Linked DNA regions of Mus musculus: all the other regions are linked to region 6. The links are chromatin contacts, called in public Hi-C, HiChIP or PLAC-seq and promoter capture Hi-C maps. All regions are on one chromosome and are shown on one strand. Each heading gives the region's core, a stretch centred on a gene start, on an enhancer-like site or on the middle of the called end of the contact. The rest is flanking DNA. Distances are from core to core; before and after follow the strand shown. Region 1 holds the start of Hnrnpab (heterogeneous nuclear ribonucleoprotein A/B). Region 2 holds the start of Rmnd5b (required for meiotic nuclear division 5 homolog B). Region 3 holds the start of Hint1 (histidine triad nucleotide binding protein 1). Region 4 holds the start of Phykpl (5-phosphohydroxy-L-lysine phospholyase). Region 5 overlaps Jade2 (jade family PHD finger 2). Region 6 holds the start of Hspa4 (heat shock protein 4). Region 7 holds the start of Tnip1 (TNFAIP3 interacting protein 1).

Evidence for each region. A called contact is a pair of places that touch in the nucleus more often than the background predicts. HiChIP or PLAC-seq counts read pairs in DNA pulled down with a chosen protein or histone mark. Capture Hi-C pulls out chosen DNA fragments and counts their contacts.
Region 1: a Hi-C map of B cells shows a contact between it and region 6, with 7 read pairs. The contact joins the promoter of Hnrnpab here to the promoter of Hspa4 in region 6. A contact is called at or near these places in 2 of 39 promoter capture datasets (embryonic stem cells and liver), 1 of 484 Hi-C or Micro-C datasets (B cells), 3 of 115 datasets of contacts at active chromatin or transcription factors (bone marrow-derived dendritic cells, double positive thymocytes and large pre-B cells) and 1 of 9 other capture datasets (embryonic stem cells).
Region 2: a Hi-C map of B cells shows a contact between it and region 6, with 7 read pairs. The contact joins the promoter of Rmnd5b here to the promoter of Hspa4 in region 6. A contact is called at or near these places in 1 of 484 Hi-C or Micro-C datasets (B cells), 5 of 115 datasets of contacts at active chromatin or transcription factors (astrocytes, bone marrow-derived dendritic cells, large pre-B cells and 2 more) and 3 of 9 other capture datasets (adipose tissue, liver and pancreatic islet).
Region 3: an H3K27ac HiChIP or PLAC-seq map of microglia shows a contact between it and region 6, with 7 times the contacts expected there. The contact joins the promoter of Hint1 here to the promoter of Hspa4 in region 6. A contact is called at or near these places in 1 of 39 promoter capture datasets (liver), 1 of 115 datasets of contacts at active chromatin or transcription factors (microglia) and 2 of 9 other capture datasets (adipose tissue and liver).
Region 4: a promoter capture Hi-C map of liver shows a contact between it and region 6, with 2.8 times the contacts expected there. The contact joins the promoter of Phykpl here to the promoter of Hspa4 in region 6. A contact is called at or near these places in 4 of 39 promoter capture datasets (liver, neural stem cells and pre-B cells), 1 of 484 Hi-C or Micro-C datasets (CD8 T cells), 4 of 115 datasets of contacts at active chromatin or transcription factors (bone marrow-derived dendritic cells, double positive thymocytes, microglia and 1 more) and 1 of 9 other capture datasets (liver).
Region 5: a contact with region 6 is called in a Hi-C map of B cells, with 5 read pairs. The contact joins the enhancer-like site here to the promoter of Hspa4 in region 6. A contact is called at or near these places in 1 of 39 promoter capture datasets (hippocampal neurons), 1 of 484 Hi-C or Micro-C datasets (B cells) and 2 of 115 datasets of contacts at active chromatin or transcription factors (embryonic forebrain and embryonic stem cells).
Region 7: a Hi-C map of B cells shows a contact between it and region 6, with 5 read pairs. The contact joins the promoter of Tnip1 here to the promoter of Hspa4 in region 6. A contact is called at or near these places in 1 of 484 Hi-C or Micro-C datasets (B cells) and 2 of 9 other capture datasets (adipose tissue and liver).

Annotation. Positions count from the first base shown.
Region 1 is chr11:51,605,516-51,608,263 of GRCm38.p6, forward strand. It overlaps Hnrnpab (heterogeneous nuclear ribonucleoprotein A/B), which reads right to left and starts at 1,366. Exons shown (of 8, transcript NM_001048061.1): 1 at 1,152-1,366; 2 at 825-1,071; 3 at 1-114. The coding sequence starts at 1,048.
Region 2 is chr11:51,634,609-51,637,311 of GRCm38.p6, forward strand. Rmnd5b (required for meiotic nuclear division 5 homolog B) reads right to left here and starts at 1,288. Exons shown (of 10, transcript NM_025346.1): 1 at 982-1,288.
Region 3 is chr11:54,864,982-54,867,681 of GRCm38.p6, forward strand. It overlaps Hint1 (histidine triad nucleotide binding protein 1), which reads left to right and starts at 1,402. Exons shown (of 3, transcript NM_008248.3): 1 at 1,402-1,619. The coding sequence starts at 1,509.
Region 4 is chr11:51,583,499-51,586,198 of GRCm38.p6, forward strand. It overlaps Phykpl (5-phosphohydroxy-L-lysine phospholyase), which reads left to right and starts at 1,283. Exons shown (of 13, transcript NM_028398.3): 1 at 1,283-1,381; 2 at 2,016-2,134. The coding sequence starts at 1,323. It overlaps Col23a1 (collagen, type XXIII, alpha 1), which reads left to right. Exons shown (of 29, transcript NM_153393.2): 29 at 1-427.
Region 5 is chr11:51,831,365-51,834,064 of GRCm38.p6, forward strand. It overlaps Jade2 (jade family PHD finger 2), which reads right to left. Exons shown (of 13, transcript NM_001357588.2): 6 at 1-49. Among named protein-coding and RNA genes, the nearest start is that of Gm30110, 23 kb to the right of the region's middle. Within about 2 kb of position 1,292, at least 123 of the 459 cell types and tissues checked have an H3K27ac peak or open chromatin away from gene starts, as enhancers often do. A contact at or near this core is called in B cells, where this site is marked.
Region 6 is chr11:53,299,100-53,301,799 of GRCm38.p6, forward strand. It overlaps Hspa4 (heat shock protein 4), which reads right to left and starts at 1,380. Exons shown (of 19, transcript NM_008300.3): 1 at 961-1,380. The coding sequence starts at 1,067.
Region 7 is chr11:54,961,490-54,964,338 of GRCm38.p6, forward strand. It overlaps Tnip1 (TNFAIP3 interacting protein 1), which reads right to left and starts at 1,451. Exons shown (of 19, transcript NM_001199275.2): 1 at 1,344-1,451.

The DNA.
Region 1 (2,748 bases), core at 116-2,615, 1.7 Mb before region 6:
CCAGTGTTGGGATCCATTTTTATTGTACAGTCAACAACCTCTCCAAACTTAGTAAAATAATCCTTTAAGTCTTTTTTGCTGGTATCCCAGCTCAGACCACCAACGAACATTTTTCTGCAAGTGAGAGACAAGACCACAAACCTTAGAAGCTGTAAAAGAATTCTGACACTTTTCCTGGCTGGGGAAGGGCTTATGGAGCCACAGTCCCATGGACCAGTCTGAGATGGTGCCCCCTTTCAAGTTAACCCTTGCGTCGCTCTGCAATCTCGACTCAACTGGAACTCACAGCTGAACGAGACTGTACAGCCACACACGGTACATACGGGACAAGAATGTGACCCATGACCCCTCACGAGTTTAAAATCAGCGTGCCCTGCACTCATGAATCTACTTGAGCTCACGGCCTCCCAAGTACCTGCCCCAAGGAACTCTGGGTTTCCCGGTGCCAAGACCGCCCCAGGGTTCAGGCTGGAACTCCGCCCCTCGACTCGCGGCAGGCTAGGCCCGGCCCGCTGCGCGCCAACTCCGCCTACGCAGCAGAGACGCAGCCCTCGCGGCCCGATTCGCGATCCGCCGCTTTTCCTCTTCCGGGGCCGCCCGCCCCGAGGCCCGAAGTAGCCCAAGCACCGCGCGAGCGGCCCAGATCGGCCTCACAGTCGACCCCGCAAACTCCTGCAAACTCCGAGGCGCGTAACCGCGCCCGGGCCAGGCGGCAAGCGCGCCAGGCAGGCACAGCTCCGCGGGCCGCCCGCCCCTCCCCCCGCCGCGTGGCGCCAACAAAAGACGGCCCCAGAACAAAGGCGGCGGCCCGCGGCCGCACCTACCCCGCGTCCTCCTCGTTCTTGCTGGCGTTGATCTGGTCGCCCTCCGCGCCGTTCTGGTTCCCGCTCGGTGCGGTCGTGGTCCCGCCCCCAGACCCGGCCGAGGCCGCGGGGGCCGCGGCAGCCGCGCTGGGCTCGACCGGGGCCTCGCCTTCGGGGGCGGCCTCGTGTCCGTTCTCGGTGGCGCCCGTCGTCTCCATGGGCTGCTCCTCAGCCGCGTCCGACATGGTCGGCCAGGCCGCAGCGGCTACTGCAACGAGCGGCGACAGCGCGTCAGGCCCCGCGGCGCTCCCCGAGCTCCCGCCCACCGCCCGCGGCCGGGCCGCTCACCTCGCCGCCGATGACGCCGCGAGGCCCTACTCGCCGCAGAAGGCGACGCGCGGGCTTGGCCGCGGTCACGCTCGCACCCCCGAGGGCTCGTCCGCAGCCACTGACTATCGCTCCGCTCGGCCGCCGCCGTACACTGCCGATAAAGAAGACCTTAACTCCGTCCCGCGCGGTGCCACCGCCTGACAATGCCAACTCGTGGAGCTCTTTATAATGCCGAAGCCGGGCACCACCTCGTAACAACGGATACTCTCATTGGGCAAAGCGAACCGCCACTCACCATTGTCCTAGCATCTTATTGGCTGCTTCTGCGCGCGCGCTCTAGATCCGGGCGGGCTTTGTCCTCATTTTAGAACGCGCGCGAGTCGGAGAACTGTCTACGGTTCCGGTCACCGGGCGAGCACGTCCAATGTCCCCAGCTGCCCGGGGTACACGGCAGTCTGTCATCCTATCCCTACATCCTATTCTACACTAGCAACCCCGGCCTCCCAAAAGAGGAGAATGAGCCGGAGGAAGTCCCCTAAATCCAAGGTCGCCCGGAGAAAGGAGCCTAATCTTGGAGTGCTCTAATCTACGGAGTGCTGCGGTCATCGGAGGCCTTCAGCACAGCCTGCTCCTAAACCTCGGCATCCTGAGATGCCAGGGCTCCTGCCCTCTTCAGTGAGCTAGCTGGGGCCATCCATGGAGGCCTGGCGCAGTGAACGTTGGACCGTAGTATTTCCAGTGTCTGCTTGACACCCATAGATACTTAATATCGCATTAGTGTTTAGCTTTGCCTTTAATTTTTATTTCTTTCCTTTGGTTCCGTTTTGTGTTTTTTGAGACCAAGTCTGGTATCCTCCGACTGGCCTTGAACTCTTGACCCTCCATTTTCACCCCCTCAGTGCTGGAATTATGTGCTGCACCACCACTGTGCCTAGCTTAATTTCACTGATTTTTAGATGATCCTAAATGGAAAAATTAAGAGTCTTTTCATGTAGCCCCAGGATATGATTACAGACATGTGTCACCCTGCCTAGTCTGACAACTTGCTTTTGGAAAAATAGCCCTGTTAAATGAGGTTATGGTAAAGAGGGGTAGTTTTCTTTTAAGCATTGACCATAAAACTTTAAAGGCCTGGGTTAGGCCATGATTCCTGTGTATGTGTGCATACGTTTGTGTTGAGTGTAAGTTCTATGCCCTGAGTGTGTAAATCAGACAAGGTATCAATCTTCACTTTCCATTTTGTTCTTTATAATTTTTTTTTCCTTTAAACAAACTAGCTGGCCCACAACTTCATTTTTAGACCTAGGCTGGTCTTGAAGTCACAGAAAACTGCCTGCCTGCCTTCTAAGTGCTGGAATTAAAGGTGTGAGTCATCCAATGGATGGATGGATATAGATAGATAGATAGATAGATAGAGATATATATAGATTTTTTTTTTTGAGACAGGGTTTCTCTGTATAGCCCTGGCTGTCCTGAAACTCACTTTGTAGACCAGGCTGGCCTCCAGGCAAATGGTCTCACAAGCTTTGGAGATTCTCTGTCTCCTCCCACATTGATGGAGTAAGCTGAAGTTAGATTTGTGCTCCCCTGTTCAGCTGTGGGCACTGGAGTCCTG
Region 2 (2,703 bases), core at 38-2,537, 1.7 Mb before region 6:
CCCAGATTCTGTTCTCAGCACCCACATGGCAGTCACAACTTCCTGTAAGTCCAGTTCTAGAGACCCTGAAGCCCTCTTCATCCACTGCATCTCGTGGTGCACAGACACACATGAAGGCAAAAGGTCCCCATACACCTAGAAATAAGAAGTTTAAAAAAAATATCTGTTGGGTGTGGTGACTCACACCTTTAATCCCAGAACTAAGGATGCAGAGGCAGGCAGATCTGTCTGACTTCAGACTGGCCTGGTCTACACAGTGAATTCCAAGACAGCCAAGGCTATGTAGAGAAATGCTGTCGTCATCGTCGTTGTCATCATCGTCATCATTATAAAAGAAAATAAATAAATCTGAGGTTGGGTATGGTGGTGCAGGACTTTAACCCACCCCACCCCCCAACACATGGGAGGCAGAAGCAGATGCATCTTTGTGAGTTCAAGGCCAGCCTGGTCTACTTAGAAAGCTCCAGGGCAGCCTAGGCTATAAGAGACCCTGTCTCAAAGACAACAAACAAACAAACAAAAGAAAAACAAAAGTTCTATCCAAACAAACTCCCTGGTGATGCTCACTCCAATGACTCTCCCCATCACTTGCCACACTCTACCACCACCAGCCTTTCTGTTCCAGGGTACATCCAGTTTATTTCTGCCTCTATCCTCTTCTCGGAACACTCTCTCACATCTTCCCATGGCTGGCTCCTTATCTAGGTCTCCACACACGTGTCATCTTTTCAAACCACAGTATCGAATGCCCTGTATTTTACACTCAAACAAATCATATCCCTACAAATACTAGAAAGTTTCACATTGTCACTTCTTCACCTAAAACTGAAAGGACAGGAAAGCCCACCATTTACCCTAGGGGCATGCCACGACCCCGACTTGACCCGCATAGTAGTGCAAAGACTGACAAACTCCTACTTATCCTCCCAGAGACCCTCCTGCAGTGCCCTGCCGGAACCCCGCCACCCACTGGCTGCTTACCTCTGACTCAGTCAGGTGCACTAGGACGGGACGTCGGAGTCCGGGCGACTCCACCAGCCCTTGGAGGGTGTGGCCGACGACTGCTCCAGGCTTTGGTCGGGGCGCCCCGCACCCCGGGACCGGGAGCCGGCAGGCTGTCACCTAGTCTTGCAGCTCAGCCCGCTTCCGGCGCCGCTGTCATCGGAACCGGAAGGCGCGGCGGTTGCCTCTCGGGTGGGTCCGGGCTCGCCCATGCGTGGTGTCGCGGAGCGTGGGGAGACAGTGTGTCTCGCCCGCGGCTTTGCAAGGAATGCCGAATGAATCGTTCGCCGGAGCCAGGCAACAGTTAGCGCCTGCGCAGTGCCGGGACGCCTGGCCTCTGCGATCCGGAGCAAACCTGGGTTTCCGCGCGTCAGAACCACCGACGGGTTGTCACGAGTTTCTACCGGAAGTATTAGCTGGCGCACCTGCCTAATCCGGGCCCCCAACCACAGTAAACTAGGTCTTAAATGTCCAGGCTGGGATAGGGGACACGGAGGCAGGACGAGCGCCGGGAGTTCCAGGCCAGTCTAGACTACAAAGCGACACTCTGGCTCAGAAAATAAACAAAGCTGGGTATTGTGGTACCCGCCTATAATCTTATAATTATAAGAAGATCAGAGATCCAGGGATACAAAGTGAGTTAGGCCAGCCTGAGCTACGACAGAGAGAGGGGGAGGACAGGGGGAGGGTTAAAGTACACGCAGGTCCCTTGGTCCACCCCCAGCACCCGAAAAATGAACATTTTAAGAGACCATTACATGTATGTGGTCCAGTGATTAAGTATTTCCTGCGATGCATTTTGAACTAGCAAATAATGTTAAAGGAAGAGTCTGAGGTAACAGGGAAAGTGCTTGCAAAACAAGTGTGAGGGGCTGAGTTGAGATCCCAGGTACTGTTAGAAAGCTGGCTCGCACCTACTGGCGCGGGCCTGTAATTGCAGGAGTGGGGTTAGCAGAGACTTAAGGATTCTTGTGTTTGCCTGCCAGCTAATGTAGCTAAAAAGCAGAGCTCTAGGATCAAGAGAATAAAGTGGAGAGTGTTGGAGCGAGACTCCCCAAATCCTTCTCTGGCCCTCACACACTTGTACAGGCAAGCACACCCACGTTCACATCACACACACACAATTTTTAAGAGTTCGGTTTTTGTTCTTACGGGCTCACCTAACCCTATGCATCCATAGCCCCCAGCCCAGCTGCTCTCTGTAAATAGCCCCTCTTTAGGGGCAAAATGAAATAGGGGTTGTATACATGCCCTAACTAAAAAGAATGAAGGAGCCGGGTGTAATGGCACACACTTTTAATTCCAGCACTGCGGAGGCAAAGGCAGGCAGATCTGAGTTTGAGACCAGGAAAAAAAAAAAAAAAAAGAAAAGAAAAGAAGAAAGAACCGGGCAGTGGTGGCACATGCCTGTAATCCTAGCACTTGGGAGGCAGAGACAGGCGGATTTTTTAGTTCGAGGCCAGCCTGGTCTACAGAGTGAATTCCAGGACAGCCAGGACTGCACAGAGAAACCCTGTCGAAAGAAAGAAAGAAAGAAAGAAAGAAAGAAAGAAAGAAAGAAAGAAAGAAAGAGAAAGAAAGAGAGAAAGAAAGAGAGAAAGAAAGAGAGAGAATCTTTTGAGAAAGGGTCTTTGATACCTACCCAGGACTGGCCTTGAACTCCTTACATCACGAAGGACCTCTTTCTACCTTCTGTGTACT
Region 3 (2,700 bases), core at 152-2,651, 1.6 Mb after region 6:
TTATGTGTATACATGTGTGTGTGTGTGTGAGACCTGTGTGCTCACATGTCCATGGGTGACTGAAGACATCCTGCTAGGCCAAAGGCATCTGACTTCCCTGGAGCTGGAGTTACAGGCAGTTGTGATGTTTGTGCTGGCCTCTGTGAGAACAGTTTGTGTTCTTGATCGCTGAACCATCTCTCTAAGTCCCCAAGGTTTCTTCCTATGGCCACTTGGAGATTGTCAGATAAGAGGGCCAGGAACAAAATCTAATGAGGTATGGAAATGGAGGCTTAGCGTGCAGGAAAAAAAAAAAAAAAAACCAACATCCAGAGGGCAAGGGTGTGAGATGTTGAAAGAAGACAAGGGTAACAACTGTAGCAACCAGGCCAACAGATCTATATGACAACTGCGATTGTCTAGAGAACGCTGATTGGAGGTCCTGCCTAATCCCGACAAGGAGGAAATGACCCAAAGGACCAATGATGACAAAGTGCACACCATATGTAGAAAACACTTTTTAGGAGGAGCAAAGGGATAGAGAGGAGGAAGGGTGGAGGTGGGGCCAAGGAAGACTTTTTGTTTCTTCCAGGTGGAGCATCTTACCTGAAGCTGATTCCTGCCGGGGAAAATGGCCCAAGAGGCTTACAAACAACTGCCACCTAAGGTCTCATCTCTGCAGTCTTGGACTTAATTGATGCAGAGTGTGGCCAGAGATGTTTAAAGAGCTCCCAAGTGGTTTTTAGTGTGTAGTTATGACTGAGAATTGCTGCCACACACAGCAAGAAACAAACAAACAAAAAAACCCCACCTGATGTAAGACTTCACCTGGCTCTTAGCTAAGGCCTCAAACAGCTGAGGGTTTAAACGATCACGGTCAAGAGCACTTGTTCCTCTTGCAGAAAGGACCAGGCTTCAGTTCCCTCCACCCACATGGCTCACAACTGTAACTCCAGTTCCAGGGGATCCAAAGCATTAGATGTGATTCACTCTTACACATGCTTGCAAAATACTCATCTACATATAAAATAAAAATCTTTTTTAAAAAATTAAAAAAGGGAAGGCTAAGGTATCACACCCAGTAAATGTGATCAGAACAACTTGAAATAGAAACCAGACTGTTCTGGAGCAGGGTCTCGGGTAGCCCAGGCTGGCCTCAAACAATGTGGAGAAGGATGAACTAAACTCTTCCATCCTCCTGTCTTCATTTCTCAAACTCTGGGATTACAGGCGTGCAGCACCAAGCCGGGCTCGTGAGAGGAAGGGATCAAACCTAGAACTCCGTACGCGCTTGGAAAGCACTGTACCAAGCCGAGCCTCCTCCCAGAACTGGCAAATCAAAATTTCCTATAGAGGTGCAGAGGCAAAGAAAGGGCGTTTCCTCCGCCCATTTCGTTCCCTCGCTCGCCGCACGCCGGCGCCAGTGCGCACGCGCAGGCCCACCGGGCGCGAGCCGGCAGTCTCCGCGCGCTCCCGCGGTTCCTCTCCCCACTGTGGCCGCGGCGCGGGAAGGACAGTGAGCGGCCGCGATGGCTGACGAGATTGCCAAGGCTCAAGTGGCCCAGCCCGGCGGCGACACGATCTTCGGCAAGATCATCCGCAAAGAAATCCCCGCCAAGATCATCTTCGAGGACGACCGGGTAGGCTTGCCGCTTGCCCGGCGACACGCCGGCGTTCCCTGAGGAGCCGCGGGCCTGAGGCGACGCGCGGCCCGGCTGGCCTGGCCCTGCGCCCGCGTGGCCCTGCGGCGCGTGCCTGCGCTCGGGTTACGCGTTATCGGCCGCTCGGCCCGCCGCGTGTCGCGGCCCTGGTGAGGTGATGCGGGCGGAGGCCCCGGGAGGTGACGCCCGCCCGGGCCCCCTGTAAAGTGCAGACCCGTGGGGTGACGCCCACCGGGGCCCGCGGCCGCCACCCACCACGCGGGTGTCAATCTGGCCTTCGGGAAACCGGATCCTGCCCCCGGCGCAATCTCCGCGATCTCCCGCGCGCAGCGGTCCCCGCACTGCGAGGTGACCGGGGATTCGAGATCCTTATGCTCCCTGTCCCCTGCTCCGGCTGCAGACGTTGCCTCTGGGGACTGGAATTAGCCCTTCAAGCTTTTTAAAAAAATACTGCTTTAGGGTGTTTTGTTTGTTTTATTTTAATAGATCGGCTTCACTACTCTAGGCAGGCCATGAACTTGCTGACTAACTAACTGGGGCGGACCTTGAACCCTTGATCCCCCGCCTCCACCACCCATATGCTAAGGATTGCAGGCAGCCCACACCCTGCTGATCGGAGAAAACATTTATGGTGCAAGATCCAAAGTTGTATTTTTTCCCCTCCTTGATAGATGAAATCTCAGTCGATAGTGAAGACCAATTTTGTAAATTATTCCCTAGACAGTTCTGTTTATGGCTTTCAGTCTCACATAAAGCAGGGTGGGAGCTTGGCCCATTGACCAAAAGGTTTTATACGGGTTTGTTCAGTTCACTTTAAGAAACATGCAATATGAGAAAGCATTAATGCTACTGGTAATGTTCACATAGACTTGAAATAGTACTCCAAATTTCATTGGGTTCTTGAGGTGAGTTTTATTTAAATTGCCTGTATTTGTCACTAGTCTTAGAAAAAGGCCCATTTCATTTACAAAGTTTGCAAGTCTTTTAGTGTGTTCTGTAATCCCAGTCCCACCATCCATAAGACTGGCCAGCCTGTATTATGGAATAAGACCCTAACTCA
Region 4 (2,700 bases), core at 33-2,532, 1.7 Mb before region 6:
AACTTAGGCTGGTCCCAAAGTTGCAGCTCTGCCTCAGCTTCCCAAGTGCTGGGATTACAGGCTTGCACCACCATGCCCCCCACTACATCCAAGTCTTGTTCAGTCCCTTCCTCCTTTCAGCCTGTGCCTTCTTGGCCTCCAGGGTTGCCTTGAAAGGACAGATGCCAGAAAATGGAGAGAGGATGGGACCAAGGACAGGAAGGATAGGCCTTTTCTGAGCAGGAAGATGGACTTTTAGGTAGGTTTATGGTTAAAAACATGAAATACCGCTCAGTTGGGGAAGATGGAAGGGCTCTGTGACTGGGTTTTGGTGACAAGATGCAACATTGAGAATGTACTAATGCCACTGAATTGTATGTACCCTTCAAAATTGCTTGTTTTTTTATGTATATTTTACCACAATAAAAACAAACAAAAACCACAAGAATACAAAGCTGTTCTTTAATAAGTGCTGTAAGCATTTTGCAGTTTTCTAGGGAAGAAAAGAAATAAGCTACTGGAGAATGGGGCAGCGGGCTGGCATGTGAACAAGACTGCCCCAGTCTGCTGAGGGGCCTTCTCAGGCCTTTGTTCCAGGGTTCATCAAGACAGTCAGCTCCAGCGCTCAACCCATAAGGGAGTATCCCTTCTCTCCCACCTCCGGGACCACAGAGGTCTCTTGTCACTCAGTGTGCTAGGTAAGAGTTCAGGAGACCTTGTTTTAGTCCGGCCTCTGCAGCGGGCCTATTGTGTGCCTCGGAGCAAAGCCGTTCTTTTCTGGGCCTGTTTCCTGCACAGTACATAAGGTAGGACTCAGAAGTTTTCCAAACCTCTTCCTATCTGCCCACTGCAAAATTCTCTTCCTGTAGCGACATGTCAAGTTTATCCTGTCTAATCCTAGCAAGAATTTCTAGAGATCTCCGTGGTCTGCCCCAGCAGTGGCACCGAACTCTACAGCGCCATGCCAGGAAGGCCTTTGTCCTTCCAGGGTGCCAGTAATTTACCCTCACAGGGTGTCACGTTATCAGCGCAGAGACAGCAACCTGCTCGGGCGTGCCCCGCCGCAGTTTAGAGTCCCGCTCCACCTGGCGGTCTGGGGACACATTCCTGGGAGGGAAACCTCGGGCGTAGGAGAGAAGGGCGAAGTCCGACCATGGATCAGCGGAGAGTATCCGCCCGTGATGACGTGAACTGCAAGCTATCTCGCTTGCAAGTTCCGTAAACGCCCGGGAAGGGAGCTCCTGGGGGCGGGACCAGCACTGAAGCCCCACCCAGAGCTGACGTCGCGGGCGGAGGCGGAGCTAAGCGCGCAGCATCTGGGTACTGGCTGACCGCTCGGCGCCATGGCCGCGGACACGCGCGCCAAGGCCGTCACTCTGGACCTGAGACGTCGGCTGCTCAGGTACCGGGTGTGGGCTCCGAAAGCGCGTATAGCGCCCACCCCGAGTCCCTGATTTCCCCGCCTCCCTCAGCCTACTAGAAGCGGCCGTGAACCACCCCGCGACTCCGGGGCGTCCCCTGTCCCGTGGAGCGAGCTTTGCCCCTGGCAGCCACCTGCATAAGGAGCTGGGCCTGGCCTGGGGGGCAGTCATGTCACGGGCAGGGTTACAGGAAGTCTGCTCTTGGCCTGTGAGGAGTATCCTCGGTGCCACGTGGAGAGAAGCTTATGGTTGGAACTTAGGACTGGAGCTAGCCATTACTAACGGGGACAGCAAGGCCACTGGGTTGGCAAGGAATGTTAGGGGCTGAGATGCAGCTCCTAACAAGGGGGTTTTCTTCAGGAAGCCATTCCGAAGCCCTTTTCACTGGGACTGGAGGAGTCTCAGTGTGCAAGCAAAACTGAGAGGGCCACAAAGGCTTAGTTTTGTCTCAGAAACTTTCTGCTCCGTCCTGTTCACAGGAATGGGGAGGCAGGGAAGTTCCACCGTGCCCTGCAAGCTTTTGTCCATCCCAGAATCAGGAAGGAGTGAAGGGGGCTGTAATGAGTGGAGGTCAGTCTTCAGACAGGGTTGTCGATCCTTTGCCTGTCCCCACAGCTCTTCCTGCAGACTCTTTTTTCCTGAGGATCCTGTTAAGATTATCCGAGGCCAAGGGCAGTACCTGTACGATGAGCAAGGGCGAGAGTACCTGGACTGTATCAACAACGTGGCTCATGGTCAGTATGACGCCTCTCACCCTTGGTGAGACAGGGGAGGAGGCTGAGGCCATAGATCTGACTGATAGCCTGGGTTGAACAGAACTGAATCGGATGCTCAGGGGGGCACCCCAGTCTTTGTGAAAAGACTCCACACCATAGCTGTGCTAAACCAGGCAGGCCTGAGAGGTTCACATGCCAAGGTCCAAGCTGCACGTCCCACGTGGAACTCACATCAAACCAGGCATATATACAGTCCACCCATCCATGACCACAAATGTAGTGTGCTCATCTTGGCCTCGTGCAGGGTGCTGACAGCAGGCCTTCACCTCTATTGACTACTATAGGGGTAATAGGAAACTTTAGTATGAATTCAGCCAACTGGGCTACCACAGCTGTTAGAAGGCACATTGCAGGCAGGTAAGGGTTAAAACCCAGGACTCTCCCAGCACTCAGGGCACAGAGGCAGGGGGGTCTCCTGAGTTAACAGCCAGCCTGGCCTACGCCTACATAGCAAGTTTCAGGGACAACTAGGGCTTCACAGAGAGACCCTGTCTCAGGAGAAATGACTTAATCCTGGGCCTTTT
Region 5 (2,700 bases), core at 42-2,541, 1.5 Mb before region 6:
GCTATCTGGGGACATCTGCGTGGGGGGGCCTTTCAGTGGTGGGAGGAGCCTGGGAAACAGAATGGTAGTGATAAAGAGAGAGGCCTTAGCTTGTCCTCCTCGGGCTGCCCAGCTGAAGAACTGGTTGCCCAAGGGTAAGATGGGTGTGAGATGCTGATGCCCGACCACGCCCATCCCCTCATATCCACCTCCATTCCCATTTCTTTCCTTGTTACCAGTCTGCCTTACAGACTCTATTAACTGTGGATCTTCAGGAACAGTACGTCCTAAGGGCTGTAAGGCAGAGTGAGGACCATGTGGGAATGACATGGGACCCTGGTTCACCACAGTAGCATCTGCTTTGCCCAGTTGGGGATTATTCCCAACCTGGACCAGCCCTGCCTGGTCTGCAGGAGGTGTCCCAAGTGCCATTCTGGTTAATGCCCTGTGCCAGCTACTCAGGGACAAGTGAGACAGAGCCAGCTGGATTCTAGACCCTTTGGCAATACCCCTCCAGGCTAAGACCAAAGATTGATTGCATGGCTTCATAATCTCTGGCCCTTCCTCACCAACAGCCTACAGGTCTTGAGTTGAAGTCTGGCTGCTTTCCCCAGGTGTTTCAGCTCCATGGGACTCTACTATAGAACCCTGGAGCGGGCTTTCTGGATTAGAGGTGCATGGTCACTGAGACATGCTGGCCACACACCTTGAACCTCCCCATGAACCACACAGGCATGGTGTTTCTTACTGCTTCAGCTTGCCTCTCCAAACTTCCAAGCTCCAACACTGTCTCAGATCCCATGCCAGATCAGTTTTCCCTTGGGACCAGGAAACCTGCTGCAGGCACCAAAGCTCCACCCTTGAATGTCTGTTCCCTCCAGTCCCCAGGAATACTACTAACATAATCTACCATAGGCATTTGGTGAGAGGATGGCAGGGATTAACAAAGAAAGCTCTTAGCCAAAGTGCTAGGCAGGTGGTGGTGGTGGAGGTGGTAGGCTGACTCTGTGTGTGTGTGTGTGTGTGTGTGTGTGTGTGTGTGTGTGTGTGTGTGTGTGTGAAGACTGCTAGATGTCAATCACCTTTCTACCCCCCCCGAAGTGGAAAATAAGGGGCACTTTGCCTCAGGTGGGTGGGGTCCTCCACACATCTGTGTGCTACCCGTCAGATTCTGAGGCCAGTTCAAAATGCCAGGCCTTCCCATACCCACTGGTTGCCATGGTTATTGTCTGGAGCCTGGCCTCCATCTGGCCAGCCCTGCCAGGCCTGAGAGGCCCCACACTTGCCCAGGAGGCCTCCTGGGGTCGGAGCCAGGGCTTGCCAAGGGCTGTGACTCAGCTCAGCCTGAGCAGGGGAGGGAGGGTTCAAGATGGCACAAAGGGCAAGGGCTGAGCTTCAGGGAGGGCCCCTGGCTTCAGGAAATGCCCTGGTGTCAGAAAGGGGACAGGAAGGATGCTGGGTACAGGGAGCCAGGGGTATAAGCAGAGAGAAAAGACTGTAGGCTTGGAAGTCATGAGGACAATGAGAAGGGGTCAAAGGCTAAAGGTTAGTGCCACCACCCACATGAGAAGAGTCATAGGTAACAATGATGGCAGGACCCTCCTCCCACGCCAAGTAAACTATCTCAAACAGAAGCCAACACCAAAGCCCTCAGTACAACCAAATGCTGCCTTTCCCAAGAAACTGTCACTTCAAATGAGCGTCTCTTAAAAGCACAGCCTGTAATTTTGTCACAATCCAGCTTTGTGTGCCCTAAACATACACTTAGTCAAGCGTTTGAGCATCCCTGTCTGAACAGCCACCTACTGCCAAATACCAGTCACACCTGCTTGCTTCACTGGTGTGGCCTGGCTGTCCCTTTGGGGAGCCAGAGCTGAGGGACACACACCAGAAAGAGCACTTCTCCCAGGCGCGAACTGACCTGACCCTAAGCCAACACCTCTTCCTCAGACACAGCAGACAGAATGAGCTGGACAGTGTGGAAGGAAAGCTCCTTCAAGACCTACAGGGGAGAGCAGAGGCTATCCCAGAGATGTAGACAGACGCCAGAGGTTTCTTTTGCCATGGACCAAGTCTAAAGGGACAGTGCAAATCCTCAGGGGCAGATTTTAGACCATGAGGTAAGCACAAGTGCCCAAAGGCCATTTGAGGCAGAGGAGTTGGGCTGGCATGGTGTCTGGGGGAAGAGTAGTCAGAGTATGCCTAATACTCTTACCCTAGGCCTCACAGGGACAGCCCAGGGTTTGTTCCTGTGGTCTGTCATTTCCTGGCCCAGCGGCCTACTAGGCCCCATAGGAAATTCCCCTGAATTTCCTGACTTCCTCATCTATAAAGTGGGGACAGTATTGTGTACCCTACAAGAATGGTCCCTGAAGAATGGCGAGAGGCGCTCAGTATCCCTCATGGTAGCTGCTACAAAGGCTTCCAGGAGGCTGTGCAGTGGGGAGGCACCCAGATTGGTGGGAAGCTGGAAAACAGGGGTGTGACGACCCCCTGAGTTTTAAAGTCTGAAAGGACACATTTGCCCATCTCAGCACGTCTGCTCTCAGTACAGGGAGGCTCTGCATGTCTACCTCATGCCAGCCACGCCCAGCCATGAGGACCCTGTGCATGTACTCTGTTAGTAGAATGATTGCCCAGCACAGGAAAAAGCTCTGCGGTCTATCCCAGCACCACGTAAACGGGATGTGACGGTCATCCTTGGATACACACCAAGTTCAA
Region 6 (2,700 bases), core at 130-2,629:
CGAACTCACTGCAGCCTGCCTCTGCCTCCCTGCGAGAGCTGGGATTAAAGGCCTGTGCCACCAGCGCCAGATAAATAAAATTTTAACGCACCTGTAATACCAGATTCTAGCAGACAGAAGCAGAATGAAAATTTTAGGTCATCCTGGGCTAAATGTGGGGGAAAAAATCCTACATATATCTAAAAAGTAGACTCCCTTTTACTCCAGCAAGCTCTGAGTGAGTCTTTTTTTTTTTTTTTTTTTTTTTTGCAGATTTGTCTATACTGGTCCCATAACTTCATGTAAGTTCTAGAAGTCAAACAGAGCCCTTGAGTCATGCATTAACAATTGTGGCAACCTTCCGGCTGGAATTCATTAGCATGAAAAACTAACGCTGTTAAGGAATAGGTGAGCAGCCTGGGTAAGGAATGACCCAACCTAACTCAATATCCAAAAACGAATGAAGGGAGTTAAAACGCTATCAAGAAAAGCATGGACTTTATTCAGGGCCTGCCGTGGGTACTCAGACTCCACATCTTCCGGGCGCCACCCCGCCCCCACTCACGTGGGACTCAGAGCGCTTCCCAGTCCCGAGGCCACAATCTTGCAAGTTAACTTTTATTAAATGCTCGCCGTGGGCCGAGTTTGAACCTCTATTGGATTCGACGAGCTCAGCAAGCCCTGGACCTCGTTTCAGACCGAACCACCCAAACCCTCCCCCCCCCCAAAAAAGGAGGTGAGAGCGGTCGGTCCATCCCACGGTCTCAGGCCCGCCTTCTCTTTCAGTTCCTGCTCCTGCCCTCCGCCGATCAGAGTACCGGCTCAAAGCCTTCGTTTGGCCCGCGCGAAAGGGCCTCGTGCCTGGCGCAGGCCCAGGATCCGAAGCAGGTGGCAGCCGCGGGCGACCCGGCACTCGGCGGGGGTCTCCTGCGGACCCTCGCCCGGAAAGCGAGGCGACCCCGCCAGCCAAGCCCCACTTACGGCGTGCAGCGGTCGCTATACTCGTTAGCGATCGTCTCGATGCCGCCGGCGCGGGCCACAGCGACATAGCAGCTCTGAAAGCCCAGGTCTATGCCCACCACCGACATGGCGCCGGCTACTGCTCCGGCTCGGGCCCAGGGCCGGCCGCCGACACTGCACACGGAACCCGGCGGGGTTGGCGCGTGGAAGAGGGCGAGCCGCGTGGGCCGGTGGAGCGCCGCGGCTGGGCGGGCGAAGCCGGACGACCGTCCGCTAGGAGGCTTGGGGCTTGGAGAAAGACGGGGGCCTCTACCGCTCGGGCCGCGGCTCCGGCTCCACGGCCGCAGAGGAGGCGCCGGTCGCGGAGGCGGAGAAGATCTCGAAGGCTCTCGTTGCAACAGGAGCAAGGTTGCAGCGCGAGAACTGCGCTGAAACGAAACGTTCTCGCGAGACCCCGGCTCAGACGCTTTTCCTCCCAAGGCTCCTCCCGTCTGACGAAGTCTGGCGTCACGTCCTGGCACAGGAACCGTGAAAGGAAGTGGGGGGACGGAAGCGGTCCGACGCGAAGTGGGCCACTGAGCCTGCGCGGAGAAGCCCCCCACAATCCTCCCTGAGCTGCAGGGCGCCTCCCATCCAGAAGTCAGGCGAGCGGGAGTGAGACAGTTCTTCGGGGAGCTGCATTGAACCCACTTCCGCCGTGCTCGTCACCGCGGAGGGACTTCCGGCAGTGACTTTGCAGGCTCTCTGCAGGGTTTTTTTTTTTTTTTTTAAGGCCCCACAGTGAACTCGAGTTAATCCTGCTAAGGGCGCTAAGGGTTTCAGCTCGGCTCTACGTAAAACTCAGTATTAAAACCAAGCGCTAACTAAAAGAATCCGAAGCCACGCTTCCACCTACTTTTAACCACTCACTTCCCGTGATCAGACGAGGGACCTTTCAGTCCTAGGTGTTTTCCCTGAGCTGGACACAAGGGTCCAAATCACATGCTCCGTGGAGTGGGAGGTCTAAGACCAGTGTCACGTTTATGTGAATGCTAACACATTATTATATAGAGTAGGTGGGGAGGGGACAGAATGTCCTGCAGGACAGTCCTCAAGGATGACCTTGAAATTCGGAAGCTCTTTTCTCCTTAGTGCTGGGACCCACTTACAGCCATGCCCCCACCCTGCGTTAAACTAAAGAATCTGAAACTATAGTGACCACTACGTTAGCCAGTTGCGGAAAGCTGGAGGGGAACCAGCTTCAACGCGTTTCTGATTATTACCAACCCAGAGTGCAGGAGGAAGATCCTAAGTTTCCCGGTTTCTGGCTGTTTTGTGGCTGAGGATATAGAGTACAGTGCTAGAACACTTGCAGGCTCAGGGCCTTGGACTGGATCCCCAACACCACAAAACTGAAAGGATTTTTAAATTTCACTTATTTGTCACCTCTTGTTCATAGGTGCCTAACGGTGTCCAACACAGTAAACCGTGCGGGAGAGATGGCTCCACAGTTAATACGTGCTGTGAAACCATACAGACTGGGGTTTGAATCCCAATCTCGATCTGTCATCGAGAACCTAGCAGGACAAAGACAAGAGGTTAACTGGAGGGGCTCCCTGACTAGCAGCCTAGTCCAAAAACTAGAGCTCCAGTTTCAGAGAGAGACCCTGCCTCCAAAAACTACATCAGAGAGCAACAGGGGATATCTGTTCTCCCTCAAGCCTCTGTGCAGCACATGGCCGCCCTCACAGAACATGGCCGCCCTCACAGCACTTCTACACG
Region 7 (2,849 bases), core at 201-2,700, 1.7 Mb after region 6:
ATCTCACTGAGAGCTGTCTGAGGAGGTGGCCTCTGGCCACGGCTGCTGGCTTCCTCGCCAGCCTTGTCCTCCTCTTTCTCCTCCCCGGCTCTTTCTCCTGTGTCCCTAACCTGCCTGTTATTCTCTGGTTTCTAGGACAATGACACCAGGGAAATTCCCAGCTCCTCATACACTGGCCCTGCCAGGCCCCTCCCACGGTCTCGAGGAGTCCTGGGTCTTTCCTTCTCTGGCTTCTCTCCCTCTGGCCCGCCTGACTCCAAATCAGAGTATCAAGCTGGCTCCAAACTGGGATCCTAGCTTGCTCCTCATCATCTTCCTGGAAGTGGGAAGAGATTAGTCCCTAAGGGAGGCAGACCCATAGGACCAGAACATTGCCCAATCCTGGGAAGCCCTACCAGGCCCCAATAGCATTTCTCTCTCAATCTACCCCATACCTTCTCATGTCTTCTAGAATCTCGCCACATTCCTCCCTCATTCTGCAGTCCAGAGGTCACTGTCAAAAGTCAGACCCAGCCTCTGGCCCTTACCTCCCCCAGCCAGGGACTTCCCTAGGCTGGCCCTCTGACCAGCTTCGGAAAAACTGGACTGCTTATTATCAAAAAAAGAAGTCCCCACCATCTGCCAGCCCTTGGCCCCACTCCCAGGGCCTCAAGTTCTCGGTGAAAGGTTCACCCTCAGAAGGAGCCAGTGGGCCTCAGAGCAAAGAAGTCTGGAGACAGGGGAGGGGTTCCTTCATTCCAGTGCTGAGGAGGGGCTCAACAGCTATTGTGTCCCCCAGGGAGCAAGATGGGTTTCCACCAACCTTCCTTGTTTGGGTTTAGACTTCCAAACTGCCCAGCTCATCCCACACCATCCCCCTCAAAATTCACATTCACACAGAGACAGACACCCAGACCATCCACAAACATAAACACTCCCATGGACCGATATATGTACCTGCTCCTGGGAGCCTGACACAAATGCAAACATGTCCTCTCACACACAAGAAAATATGGGAACAAGAAAGAGAAAAGTCCCCTTCACCCCTCAGAGAGAGGGATAGTACAGAAAAAGAGAAAGTCTCTCTTTCCTTCCCTTTGGAAAAGTTGCAGACATTCGGAGAGAAGATTGGTCAGAACAAGTACGAGGGAGAGAGACAGAGGTCAGAGGGCAAAGGAGGCTCAGGGAAGAACAGAGACACAGAATTCAAGGCCCTAGGTGGGCCCACCAAGCTAGGCTGGGGAGCAAAAGACCCCAGCTGGCAGAGAAGAGGAGGCCAAGCAGTTACTGACACACAGCTGGGAAGGTCTGGTGGCCTTGACATTACCGTGTGACGCTCCTGGAATCTGCCTTGTCACACCTACCTTCAGCCCAGGTCACTCATCCGAGAATGCACGAGGTGATCTGAAGATGTGCCCAGTGAGTGCGGCCATGCCTCCCTGTGTCCCTGTGAAGGTTGCTGGGCTTTCTGAGCTTCTGCAGGAAGGAGGGCTGGGCGGAGCTGACTCTGAGGCAGGAGGGGAATTCCCCCATGATGGAGAAGCCAGCCACCAGGCAGCCCCACAAGGCCGAGCTGAGGCCCCATCCCGCCTCTGGCAGAGCAGAGGGCCCTTTGCCAGCCTCCACCTGTTGCTCCCCAGGCTGCCTGTCACTTGTGGTAGATTCCAGGAAGGGGAGGGGGCTCTGGAGAAGAGCTGAGAGCCTGCTGGCTCCTGAGCTGGGCTGGGAATCAAGCAAAGGCAGGTACAAGGACACAGGCCACCTGGGCTGCCCTGCTGGGATGGCCTGGAGATATATGTTTCCTCTTTTGTTCAAAGTGGGGGATTCCAGTGTGCGTGGCCTTGGGGAAATCTCCAGGCATCCTGCTCACGTCCTCCTGTCTTGTTCCTGCCTCATCTGCTCCCAAGCATCCTCTCCAGAGGAGGAAAAGTTTCTCATTCTTCCCCAGATGCTGAGTCTTGCTGAGTCTCACTTGGATGTCCAGCCACACTTGGAAACCCTTGGCCCGTTCTGAACCTGCCAGCTGCAGTCTGAGCATGCCACTTCCTCCTGAGCTTTGTGTGATGGTTATTCTCTATGATCAACTTCACTGGATTTAGAAGTCTCGAGGAGATACACCTGGGGTGTGCCTGTAAGGCCTTTTCCAGAGAGGTTTTCCAAAAGAGGGAAGACCCACCTTGAATGTGGACAGCACTGTCCGGGGAGGCTGGGGTTCCAGACTGAATGAAAAGTGGGGATCAGGAGAGGGTTGTTCAAGCACTGTTTTCTGCTTTCTCTGCTCTTCCTGATCCACTAGATGTGAGCGAGCCCCCGGATGCACTTGCCACCACAGCTTAGAGCCACTCCCACACTGCCAGGCCTTCCTACCAGAGTGGACTGTATCACCTCAAACTGGGAGCCAACATAAACCCCTCCTCTAAGATGCTGCTTGTCAGTCTTTTGTCACAACAAATGACTGCTCACACATGCACGTGTCACTGACCCCCATCTCACTCACTGTCACACCCACTGCAAAGTGGGAAACTGAGTCTTGCTCTGTCTGCTTTCTGCAACTGTACCAGAAGCCAAAAGATGCTTTGTCGACACCCCTTGTAAACCACTGACTACATATATAAAGTTACCCACTGCCATTCACTACCTGCCACAAAAATGTCTGAGGAGATAGGAAGAGGCCACCTGGGTGAGAGAGGCTTTCTTGATTATCCCTAGTTCAGGACTGTCCTATCCAACTGAGTGACCATTATCCACATATGGTGGATCAAATGTAAATTAACTAAACCTAAATAAAAGCAATAATTGAGGAAATGAGGAAATAGCTCAGTGGGTAAAGTGCTCACTGATTTTGAGCCCCAGCACCCAAATTTAAAAGT